Regions from separate parts of the Sus scrofa genome. Here regions 2 and 3 are each linked to region 1. A link is a contact called in public Hi-C data. All regions are on one chromosome and are shown on one strand. The core of a region is the stretch at or near the end of the contact, and the rest is flanking DNA. Distances in the headings are between cores, read along the strand shown. Region 1 holds the start of NAA50 (N(alpha)-acetyltransferase 50, NatE catalytic subunit). Region 2 holds the start of ZDHHC23 (palmitoyltransferase ZDHHC23). Region 3 holds the start of SPICE1 (spindle and centriole-associated protein 1).

Evidence for each region. Hi-C and Micro-C count contacts between places; a contact is called where the count stands out from the background.
Region 2: a Hi-C map of liver shows a contact between it and region 1, with 4 times the contacts expected there. The contact joins the promoter of ZDHHC23 here to the promoter of NAA50 in region 1. A contact is called at or near these places in 2 of 5 promoter capture datasets (fetal liver and liver), 4 of 47 Hi-C or Micro-C datasets (alveolar macrophages, heart right ventricle, liver and 1 more) and 1 of 2 datasets of contacts at active chromatin or transcription factors (alveolar macrophages).
Region 3: a Hi-C map of skeletal muscle shows a contact between it and region 1, with 5 times the contacts expected there. The contact joins the promoter of SPICE1 here to the promoter of NAA50 in region 1. A contact is called at or near these places in 2 of 47 Hi-C or Micro-C datasets (both in skeletal muscle) and 2 of 2 datasets of contacts at active chromatin or transcription factors (alveolar macrophages and skeletal muscle).

Annotation. Positions count from the first base shown.
Region 1 is chr13:146,190,691-146,194,551 of Sscrofa11.1, reverse strand. It overlaps NAA50 (N(alpha)-acetyltransferase 50, NatE catalytic subunit), which reads right to left and starts at 1,334. Exons shown (of 5, transcript NM_001244807.1): 1 at 1,033-1,334. The coding sequence starts at 1,040.
Region 2 is chr13:145,995,852-145,999,311 of Sscrofa11.1, reverse strand. It overlaps ZDHHC23 (palmitoyltransferase ZDHHC23), which reads left to right and starts at 1,713. Exons shown (of 6, transcript XM_013982434.2): 1 at 1,713-1,968; 2 at 2,364-2,546; 3 at 3,050-3,323. The coding sequence starts at 3,163. GRAMD1C (GRAM domain-containing protein 1C) reads left to right here. Exons shown (of 18, transcript XM_003132665.6): 18 at 1-1,574. The coding sequence ends at 1.
Region 3 is chr13:146,410,009-146,413,635 of Sscrofa11.1, reverse strand. It overlaps SPICE1 (spindle and centriole-associated protein 1), which reads right to left and starts at 2,356. Exons shown (of 18, transcript XM_021070358.1): 1 at 2,251-2,356.

The DNA.
Region 1 (3,861 bases), core at 85-2,584:
TTACACCCTTGTTTTAGACAGTATGACTCTGAACGCTGACTTTTATTTCATCCTCAAAAGGGGTGCTGAATAATTTGAAAGGTTCCTTAACCCAAAACACAGTTCTTTAACTGACTTGCTATAACAGAAAAAACTCAGGCATCTCAGAAAGGTTTTAATATTGCTAAGATTTCATTTCTTTCTCTAAGGAGGGTAAAGGCAAAACAGCTTGGTCACTATTTTAAAACACCGTGTTATGTAATGAATACTTCAACAATAAGCAATTTAATAGAGTAAGGTGACAGCTTATTCAAATAGAAATAGTCGAAGAGAAACCATCCTTTACTTTATCCAAGAGGGAGACTGTGAAAGTATATTAACTTTGCCAAGCACCTGAAGAAAGCTTCCAAGGACCCCCCTCAAGGCACTGGGGCAAGAGTAAACTCCTGCAGCAATAGCTCCACCTACTGATCAACAATACTTCCTTGAACATTCTGGCACCCCAAGTCTACAGTGCTCGCGCTCTCCCCCTCCTCCACTCGCTCTGACCCAACCCAAATCCAGTTGAGTCACTAGCTTTTAATACTCATCTCCATGCTTTTTATTTAAATTCCTTCTCCTTCCAGAAGCTTCTGCATCGCTTCCAAGTACAAATAAGCCCGAAAGATGTCAAAGACCACAGTTCTCAGTGTGGAGCCTGGATCTGATGAGGACAACCAGACCACTCCACTCGAGTCGCGGGCCGGGGGTGGCTATGCCGTCCGCTCCCAGACAGGAGGCCACAGGCGCCTCACAAGAGCTCGTCCCCTCTGCCCCAGCAAGATCTGGTTTCCACTTAACCCACATTCGTCCTCTGGGCCCAAATTCTGGGTTCCCCGGGTTTTGCTTCTGCTGGCCCTTCAGCCCGCCAACAGCCCGCGCCGAGCCTCCGCCCCCTCCGTGAGCAGAGAATCCCACAAACCTCCCTCCGCCAGGTCCTGGCCCAGAATCTCTCACTTCCTTCGCAGCCCCTCTCTCCCGCCGGTCGGGCCCTGTCTGGCTGCCCTTCCTCACCCTTTCATCTTCCCCGCCTGCTGAGGCCGTTGTTACCACCGATATCAACGCCGTTGTCGTCGCCGCCCTGAGCTCTCCGCGCCCTCAGCTCGGGCCACTCAACCCCACAAGCCGACCTCCTCGCCTAGGGCAGGGAGCTGAGCTGTTGACGGAGGCCGCGAGATTCGAGCGCAGCCCTGCGTCTCCAGAGGGGGCGGCGGTGCGTCCTGCCGCCGTGCCGGTGCCGCCACTTCTCCACACGTGCACACGGAGCAGTCGCCTCCCTCCTGCCGCCGCCGCCAGCCAGACTCGCCGCCGCGCTGTGACCTTTCACCCCGCCCCCTCTGCGCGCCGGCGCGTCGGCCGTCTCGCGCGCAGGCGCACTTCAGATCTTTCCGTACCCTTCCCCCTCCACTTCAGAACCTCCATCTTTTACTGGGTTCCGCCTTCTGGCGTCATCCTTCTCCTCCTGTCCCTTGCAACACAACTTGTGGGGCTTGCTGGGTCGGCCCTGGCGGTAAAATCCAGATTTTTTCCACCCCTCCCTTTCCTCTTCCACTTCAAATAGATCAGTCTTCTTCCTCTGTTCTTTCCAGTTGATAGTCTCCAGTATGAACTTCAGACGGGCCTGTCTCCTAATATTTTATAAAACTGGTTCTTCTTAATGTAAAGAAGCTTATGGAATACTTAGATGAGGTGCTTTTAAGACAAATAATTGTAATTGATAATTGGCTGGATAACTTGGCTTGCGTCCAGCATGTTTCAAGTTTTCATGTCACGTGACTACCCCAAACCCTCAAGCCTGTGATTCTACCTGCGGGCCCCAGGAGAACGGAACTCCATCGCCATTTCCGGTCCTTAGACCTCGGCGGTGAACGTCACTTCCTTAGCAATGCACTTTAACCCGTTCCACCCACGTCTTCTCCGTTGTACTTTACAAACATAATCTTTGTGAACACTTTCGTTTTTCCCTAACATCTAATGGCAAGAAAATTACTGTTCAAACGATCCGAAAAAATACAGGCCCACGAGATGCAGTGAGCCTGGCTAGGGAGGACTGGGCGGAGCTCGAGGTCACGTGACTCTAGGCCCGCCCCCTTCTCTGCAGCTGAAGACTTCCCCTCCCACAGTGACAGAGCCTCTGGGTCGGTCGGTGTCGGTACACTTTTTGCACCTCGCGCCCGGGCAGGTGAGCGGCGACCGGTAACCGGCGGCTGGTGGGGCTAGAAGGAGTGGGAGGAGGAAGAGAAAGCAGCGTGTGCATGGTGGCTTCTCCTTTTCAGGGCTTCCTCCTCGCTGTCATCCTGCATTGGCGAGGAGCTTATTTCTCCAGTTATCTTGACCCTTGCTCCCCCACTGTGGTCGCCCCTGCAACCTAGGGGTTGGGACGTCCACCTTTCCCACGGTTGGGGGTGAGTGCGGCCATTGTGGTTACCCATTCGGACTCTTCGGGGCTTCGGGTATTGGGATTGGTTCAGGCATTCCTCGGTGTCTGCAGTAGTCTCCAGGTCTGAATCCCCAAAACCCATTCTTTGGCAGAGGCCTTGCATGGTCTTTACATTCAGCCCTAGGCTGGGGAGCGGGAGGTAGGACAAACCCTGGAGGCAGAGGCGTCTCCTGCGAGACAGGCTTGGGAGAGAATGTCACCAATGTGGCCCTCATTGCGGAGTCACTGTAAAGCTTGCTTCCAAATGTGCATTCTCTGTAATTGAGTTTTTATCTGACATCCCTGCAAGGGTTGTTTTAAAGATGTTTGCAAGCGTTGAATGGGTCTGGAAAGGTAAAAGGTGGCCTTTTACCTTTCTCTTCTCTGATGTTACAGTGCAGAAAGGGAAAGGACAGTTGAAAGAATAAATATATACTAGGTTCAAAACAGAAAGTGCTGATAATGCTACAGTCTCGATTGAATGGGGAGATGTTGAAAGATGGTGTTGCCGGGATCATGGTCTGCGGATACCCAGGCTAGCTTTAGGAAACGTGATTTCCCAGGAAAGGAAGTAATTCAGAAACTGACTGGGCTAGAAAGATTAAAACCAAATGTATTTGACCATAAACTTAAAGGTAAAGAGGTTAAGTCAAGATGGTTTCTGCCTTTGAGGTCCTCTTTCCATTTTCCCCTAAAATCCTACTTAATCACCACTCCTTTGACTAGTGGTAAATTTATATTAGGTAGCATTTGTGTCCCTCCTTAGCTTTCCCTATTTTAATTTATTTATTTATTTTTTTACTTTTTTTTTTTGTCTTTTTGCTATTTCTTTGGGCCGCTCCCACGGCATATGGAGGTTCCCAGGCTAGGGGTCGAATCGGAGCTGTAGCCACCGGCCTTTGCCAGAGCCACAGCAACGCCAGATCCCAGCGGTGTCTGCAACCTACACCACAGCTCACGGCAACGCCGGATCGTTAACCCACTGAGCAAGAGCAGGGACCGAACCCGCAACCTCATGGTTCCCAGTCGGATTCGTTAACCACTGCACCACGACGGGAACTCCAGCTTTCCCTATTTTTAAAACTCTAGGTGACTTTTTCAGATTTTGATGGATAGTATTTTGTGAAAATACAGAAATGATTTTGTTTAGGTTTTGCCTAACCCTGTATACTCCCATTTCATTGGTAGTGTAGTTACCGTTGTTTTGACCCCAAGCAGTGTGCTTTAGGGAAGAGTGTTTTTCTGTTTGAGGTTAAACTCTTTTGTTTATACTGCAAACTCAGAAACTCCCTTGATTCTTTTAAATTGAAAGTTCTTACAGAAATTACAAACTTGATTTTTAGAATTTGGATTATACTTTTTCTTCATCTGAAAAATCATATTCTCAGTTAAGCCTTGTGGTTTTCTAACCCATGTAATTGAAG
Region 2 (3,460 bases), core at 464-2,963, 200 kb after region 1:
GTGATCTTAAAGATGGAAATTGTAGAGGTACTTGGAACCAAAAGAAAACATCTTGAAGTAAACCAGAGGATGAAGGTTTTGAATTATCATAGGAACATTTCCACGTTTTCTTATTATTCATACTTGTAATATAAACATTCTTTTTAATAACGCCTATTTGAGAATTAGTCTCCAATGGCCTTAAGAATCTATCCTTTCATTTCCTATACATAATTCTAAGCTGTGAATTTCTCCAGTGAAGCATGAAATACATTGTGGATTTGAATTTCTGTGATACAAAAAGAAAATGAGACATTCTGAACTGAGTGGTATGGCCTCGTTTTCACAGTGAGGTTTGAAGTTTGGTGCTTCATCTGTTAGCACAGAATTGGTATGCATCCAATAGGCTGCTTTCACAGGTGAGATACATTCAAGAGGATAAAGAAGACAATATAAAAAGAAACCTCAAAATCATTACTAACTTTGAAGGATCAGTTTTCAGGAATATATTATAACATTTATAGGGTTGTGTACTGTAAATATTATAATGTTTTCATTTCTTGAGCATGCAAACTCAATAGTCAAGCCTTTTTGCATGTTGATGATTCTTATTTGAATGTTGCATTTTATGAAAGAAATAGGTGTTTCTTCTTCAAGCTATCAGAGGTGAGATTACCTCGCTCCTTCATACATCAAATGTCAGAAGAGTCAACTTTGGAAAAGGAAACAAGTAGGCTACTCTCAAAACCAAGAACCATGCTCTGAGCTTTAAAAACTAGAAGATTATGTTAAAATCTGGGCATTTAGTGACAGATCAAATGAATACTTGAACTAAGCTTGGCTTTAGCTTAGCAAACTTTCATGGTGGAATGAGCCATCTGGTTGAAAATCATCTGTGGATCACTTTTTAGTAGCCACATATAGCTTCATTTATTCATTCACGTGTGTGCCTTTAATAAGTTTCAAGCCAGACACAAACTTTAGCTCTTTAATAGACTCTGGGAGCATTACCTCCCAATACAAGTGCACTGCCACATTGTAAGGTTCTAGCTTTGGCTCTTTCATAAAAAGTTTTTAGGCATATGTGTCTCAATACAGATGATGTCTCTGAAATAAGAAGAGGACAGTGCGGAATAATTTGTATATATTCTTACTGTTTAAATAACAATTGTCCTTAGTTAAATGTTTCTTTTTTTGCCCGGAGTCACCCAAGCCACATGAGATTGTTGAAGTCATTCTTGAGATGCCTGTAGAGAATGAAGTTTTATTGACTCAATTCTCTGGGTGAATCCCAGTTAACCATTTAACCAGTGTACCTACCTGGAGGGTTTTTGATAAGGATTTATGAAGTGTGGCTGTGAGTAAGAGTGACTGGATTGTAAACTTGAAAACTTGTTCTCTGTTAAATTCACAAAAATGATCAGTGACAAACTGAATATTTTTGTGATGTTTTCTTTAGAACTTGTGCTTCATAAAATACCTCAAAGGAAATTACCAAAGTAAGTTGCTTATAATTTACAACTAAATGTAAATGTTCAATTAATTGTATTTGAGCCTTTGCAAATTGAGTATCAGTAAAATCCAAAATCTCTTGAGTTGTTTTTCTTCTTTTTCTATTACACCTTCCCCAAACTAGAAAGCTATTTTGGTGAAAACATATACATGGGCCTACACTCTTTTAAAAATTTTTGTTCGAAAATAAAACCCAAGGAGCACTGTCATCTTAGGACAGTTTCATTTTAAACTCAGCCGGCTGGAACAAAAGTACTAGACAGGCCTGCTGGTCTAATCACTAAAATAAATGAACAAGTTGGATAATTAACAGATCAGGGTAAGTGATGGGCCTTTAAGAGAAGGTTAGCGAATTTGGGGGCGGTACGTCAGTAACATTTTGCGGTGGAGATCTCCCCCGACGCCTGTTGCTAGCGCCTGAAGGGAGACCGGCTAACCCACGGGTCTCACGTACTTAGGAAAGCCTTCGGATTCCAGGTTTCTCGTATTTCCGTCCTGGCGTCTCCGGACCCCAAAGCTTGGGAGGCTGCCCCGCCCACGCGCCGCCCGCAGGCACCACGAAGCCGGGCGGGGTCGGGGAGTTGCGTCGGGGGCGGGGCGGGGCGGAGGTGCGGGCCAGCCCGGCGCCCAGCCCCCGGGACCCGCTTACTGAACCCGTCCTTCCCTCCTCAGCTCCTCCAGGCTGCAGGGCCGGGGGAGGGGCCTCGCCGGGGGGCTCCGCACGTGCGCGCGGGCGGGGATCCCCGGCGCCGGGGGCGGGGCACCCGGAAGCGCGCGGACTTGCAGCACCGAGCCGGGCTAGCCGGGGGGACGGCGGGGACGCCACGAGGAGTCGCGCGCACAGCTCTGGCAGCTGCCGGCTTTGGTCACAGGTGGGCGGCGGCGGAGAGGGTGCGGCGGAGACGGGAGCCGGAGTCCCCGAGACTCCAGCCTTTACGCCGGGAACCCCGTGGAGCAGAGGTCAGGAAGCGGGTCCGCGCCTGCGGAGGAGCCGACCTTTTTCCTCTCCGCCTCGGCCTCTTTGGCTGCAGCTGCACCTCAGCCCCGGAGCGCAGGTAACTTCCCTCCCAAGGTCATTCTCCGGGCGGGGCGGCGTTCCTGGCCCGCCCACGATTGGCGGGGGCGGGAGAGGCGCGCCCAGCTCTCGGCGGGGAAGCGGGAGTGGACGGCTACTCCGAGCGCTGCCCGGGCGCTCAGTGGCTCCTCCAGAGCTGGGTCGCTGGCCCCAGTAGTCGTAGGCGTCGGCCAGCCCCAACGGGTACACCTGAGGGTATTTCCTTACCAAGCCCAGGTTTCGGGCGGGGACCGCTTGGCCCTCCCAGCCCGCACCCGCAGGTGAGCGGAGCCACCCGCGCCCCGGCTGTCCCGGGCCGCGTAGTCGGCTGTCGCCATGGGAACGGCTGGTGGCCAGGCGGCGCCTGCCCTGGCTGGGGACCCGGCGGTGAAGGCGGCTAGGAGCCCCTGGAACCCTAGAGCTCATTCTGGCTAAGCCGAGCCAGAAAAGCTTATGAAAAGGGAACCCTCCTCCCCCTCTTTCTTTTCATTTTTGATTTCTCAGGCGTTGGCGGTTAATCAGAGGCAGGCGTGGATATGTTTACAAGATGTGAGTTGTGTTCTTTCCACCTTTACCTTCTGAGGGCTTCTTATGCCTCATGGTGACAGGTGTAAATCATGACACACAAGGGCACCATGAAGCCGGTGAAGAAAAACAAAGCGGAAGAACCTGAATTGGAGCCCCTGTGCTGCTGCGAGTACATAGATCGAAATGGGGAAAAAAACCACGTGGCAGCTTGTTTGTGTGATTGCCAAGATCTGGATGAAGGGTGTGACAGGTAAGAGGAGAGTGTTTCTTGAGGCTGACCCCACAGGCCCTTTTGAAAACCACCACTGTATACTTTCCAGTTTAGCCATCCGGAACCCTGGCATTTGCTCTTCATTTTCTTTCCACTTACCTACAATTGAAAGTTGT
Region 3 (3,627 bases), core at 1,107-3,606, 220 kb before region 1:
TCTCTCAATATCTCTCTCATATCCCTTCTTCTTCATCTCTACTATGAATGTTTTCGTCCAGGTTCTAACTGTTTCCCCTAATTGACCTTCCTTTCACTCATTCGCTCACCCACTTCATCATCCATATATTATTTCAACAAATATTTTGATGGAATCTCCATCTTGGCGCAGCGGAAATGAATCCTACTAGGAACCATGTGGTTGAGGGTTTGATCCATGGCCTCGCTCAGTGGGTTGAGGATCCAGTGTTGCCGTAAGCTGTGGTGTAGGTCACAGAAGCGGCTCAGATCTGGCATTGCTGTAGCTGTGGTGTAGGCTGGTAGCTGTAGCTCTGATTAGACCCCTAGCCTGGAAACCTCCATATGCCGTGGATGAGGCCCTAAAAAGACAAAAGACGAAAAAAAAAAAAATTTTTTTTGAAAGCACTTGCCAAAAGCCAGGGACCAGATACTACGAGAAAGTAGAAAACTCTGCACTATCACAGAGCTTAGGGTTTTTCCAACCACAATTAAATAAGTAATTGCAGGAGTTCCTGTTGTGGCGCAGTGGTTAACAAATCCAACTAGGAACCATGAGGTTGCGGGTTTGATCCCTGGCCTTGCTCAGTGGGTTAAGGATCTGGCGTTGCTGTGAGCTGTGGTGTAGGTCGCAGACAGGGCTTGGATCCCACGTTGCTGTGGTTCTGGCAGAGGCCGGCGGCTACAGCTCCGATTTGACCCCTAGCCTAGGAACCTCCATATGCCTCGGGTGTGGCCCAAGAGATGGCAAAAAGACAAAAAAATAAAAATAAAATAAAAAATAAAAATATAAAATAAATAAGTAATTGCAGTAAAAGGCTAACATAGGAAATAAATCTAGTGCCATAGAAATACTTAACTTACTCTACACAGTGAGAAAAGGCCACCTCCTCCCTCTGATTCCCCAAAAAATGCTTAAGAGTGAAACTAAGAACAAAAAAACTTAGAAGTTGGGGAAAGAATGCTCCAGGTGGGCAGAAAGATATTTACAAAGGTTTGACTAACAAAGATTTGAGAGGGGAAGAGGCTATAAAGAGAATAAAAAAGATCTTAGCCTAGTGAGCCAAAGCAATTTGAACACTATCCTAAAGACCTATAGGAAGCCACTGAAGGATTTTTTCCTTTTTTAAGGGCTGTACCTGGACATATGAAGTTCCCAGGCTAGGCCTGTGCCACAACATGGGATTCAAGCTGCATCTGTGACCTAAACCACAGCTCAAGGGCAACCTCCCATCCTTAACCCACTGGGTGAGGCCAGGAATAGAACTAGTTGGGTAAGTAGCACTGAGCCACAAGGGGAACTCCCCACCTGCTCCCCACTTTTGAGCAAGGCCAGTTATGACCAGATTCAGGAAACCCACTCTGGCTAGTGGAAAACTTATCAAAGGGGAACAAGACCACTTTCCAAACACTGTCACTTCAATCAATCCTACCAGAGTTACGGAATAGAGTTTAGCTCTCAACACTGCTGACTTGGCTCAGAACTAGTAATTGGGGTCCCCTAATGTTTCAAGGAATTTCCCGTCTAGCAGAAGAGAAAAAAAACTCCAAGGTACTTGGGGACAGGGAGGGTCATTTAAGTTGATTTGATGGTTGGGTCTCCCCTACAGAGAAAAATCCAAGCCAGTTTAGCACTCAGAGCCTCTCCCTGCACCCTGTGGCCTGGATGGCCTGTCTTTCCAGTCTTTTCTCCTCTCACATCTACCACACAGCCTAGAACAAAGCTCTAGCCTTCATATACAGTTCTGCCGTTCCTTACGCTCTGCTTGGTACACTTGTCACACTCTCACTCCTCAAAATTCACTCAAGTGGTCTCTCCTGATAAACACTTTCCTAACCATCAGATTGACTTAAAATTACCCTCCCTATCCCCAAGTACAGTGGAGAGTTTGTTTCTCTTCTGCTAGACAGGAAATTCCTAGAAAACTACATTAGGGCACCCCGATTGTGCAGAAATGACCGAAAGCGGTGCGCACGCGCACGCTCAGGATGCTCCTAGAGGGAGCGCTCTAGACACAAACACACCCAAACACACTTCCTGACACGCACAGACACTCGCAAAACACATGGGGTCGTGGGTGCGCTTTCTGTAACAAGGATCCTCAACTCGGGCGCCTGGGTCTGCAGGCAACAGAAAGAAAGACGCCGGCACCGTTCCCCGCCCTGTAACCCCGGTCCCTAAGACTCTGTGGGGCCGTGGGCTGCAGGCCTCCTCCCCGTCTTCTCAACCTGCCTTGCCGTTTCCCGACTGCTGCCTCCACCACGACTAAAACTTCGGCCTCCAGAATCTCCCGGCCCGCCACAAGTTAACGTAGCCCGCCGCTTCCGGGATGTTGCCTAGGTTACCAGAGCCCCGCCCCCATTCCCGTGCGTATATCCGGCAAGGCTAGTGCGCAGGCGCCTCTCGAAGCCTGGTTTGCACTGCGGGATTAAAAGGCTCTTGTGTATTCTGCCTTGGCACTCTGCACCTTGTGCAGGGTTCTGGGCAAAGATTTGGAGGGTAGGTATGTAGCGTTAGCCAGGTCTTGTGAATTCTCCAAAAGAAAGCTCTACACCAAGCTTCATTTATCACACTTACTTGCTTTCACTTCTATTTATTCAAAAATGTTTATTAACATATACCAATGTACAAGGAAATACGTTGTGTCCAGTGGGGTCTAAAAACTGGCAAAGTCCCTGTCCTCAGGGAGCTTATTGTATAATAGCAAATAGCTATCAACAATACAAATGTAAAATTAAAACTGTGCGCAACAGAAGACAGGGTGGGGGAAAAAATGTAATTGTAATGTATACATGTAAGGATAACCTGACCCCCTTGCTGTACAGTGGGAAAATTAAAAAAATATAAAAAAAAAAAACTGTGACAAGTGCTAAGAATTGGGCATACTAACTAGATACTAAACTTAGGGGACTATTTGAATTACTAGAAAAGCTGAAAAGCAAGAGGAAAGGCTAGAGAATTCCTGCAGAGAGAGCTAAATATGCAAAGGTTGTGGAAAGTGCAAGGGAATGGAAGAAGTCCAGTATGTCTGGAGTTGAGAGAGCAGTGGGAACTTGGTAAAACGAAGGCTGCCCTAATTGGATGAAGCCAAGACAGGCAAATCGTGCAGCTCATCTTAAAAATTTTAAAAAGTTCATTGGAAAACAGTTAATTTACTCAATAACACAACCTCCTTTAACTCCTGGTTTTCTACCGTTAAGATATACCCATACATGGATCATCAAATACATATTCAGCACCTTCTAGATGCAAGGAACTGCCTTCTAATAGTTTCCATTCTGGTTGAGGAAGTTTGATGTAGTTATATTCAATGGTCAATCAATATAATCATCCCCTGCATACATCCTCAACTCCCTGCCCCTCTCTTGAGTTACTATAAACTTGGCAAAATCACAATCCTGGCTGTCTCAATATTGTATTTACTAAATTCCTGCACCCTTGCAGTGGAAACTGGAAGAAGAAAAACACTCAATCATGCTGACTTTATATTCATGATTACTAATTTTAAGTGGCCCTTTAAAGATGATTGAAGTTCCCTGCTCCATTAATTACCCTACCCTCCTAGATAACAACTTTATACTTTCTCTCATGTTCAACGTCTTTTCCTCA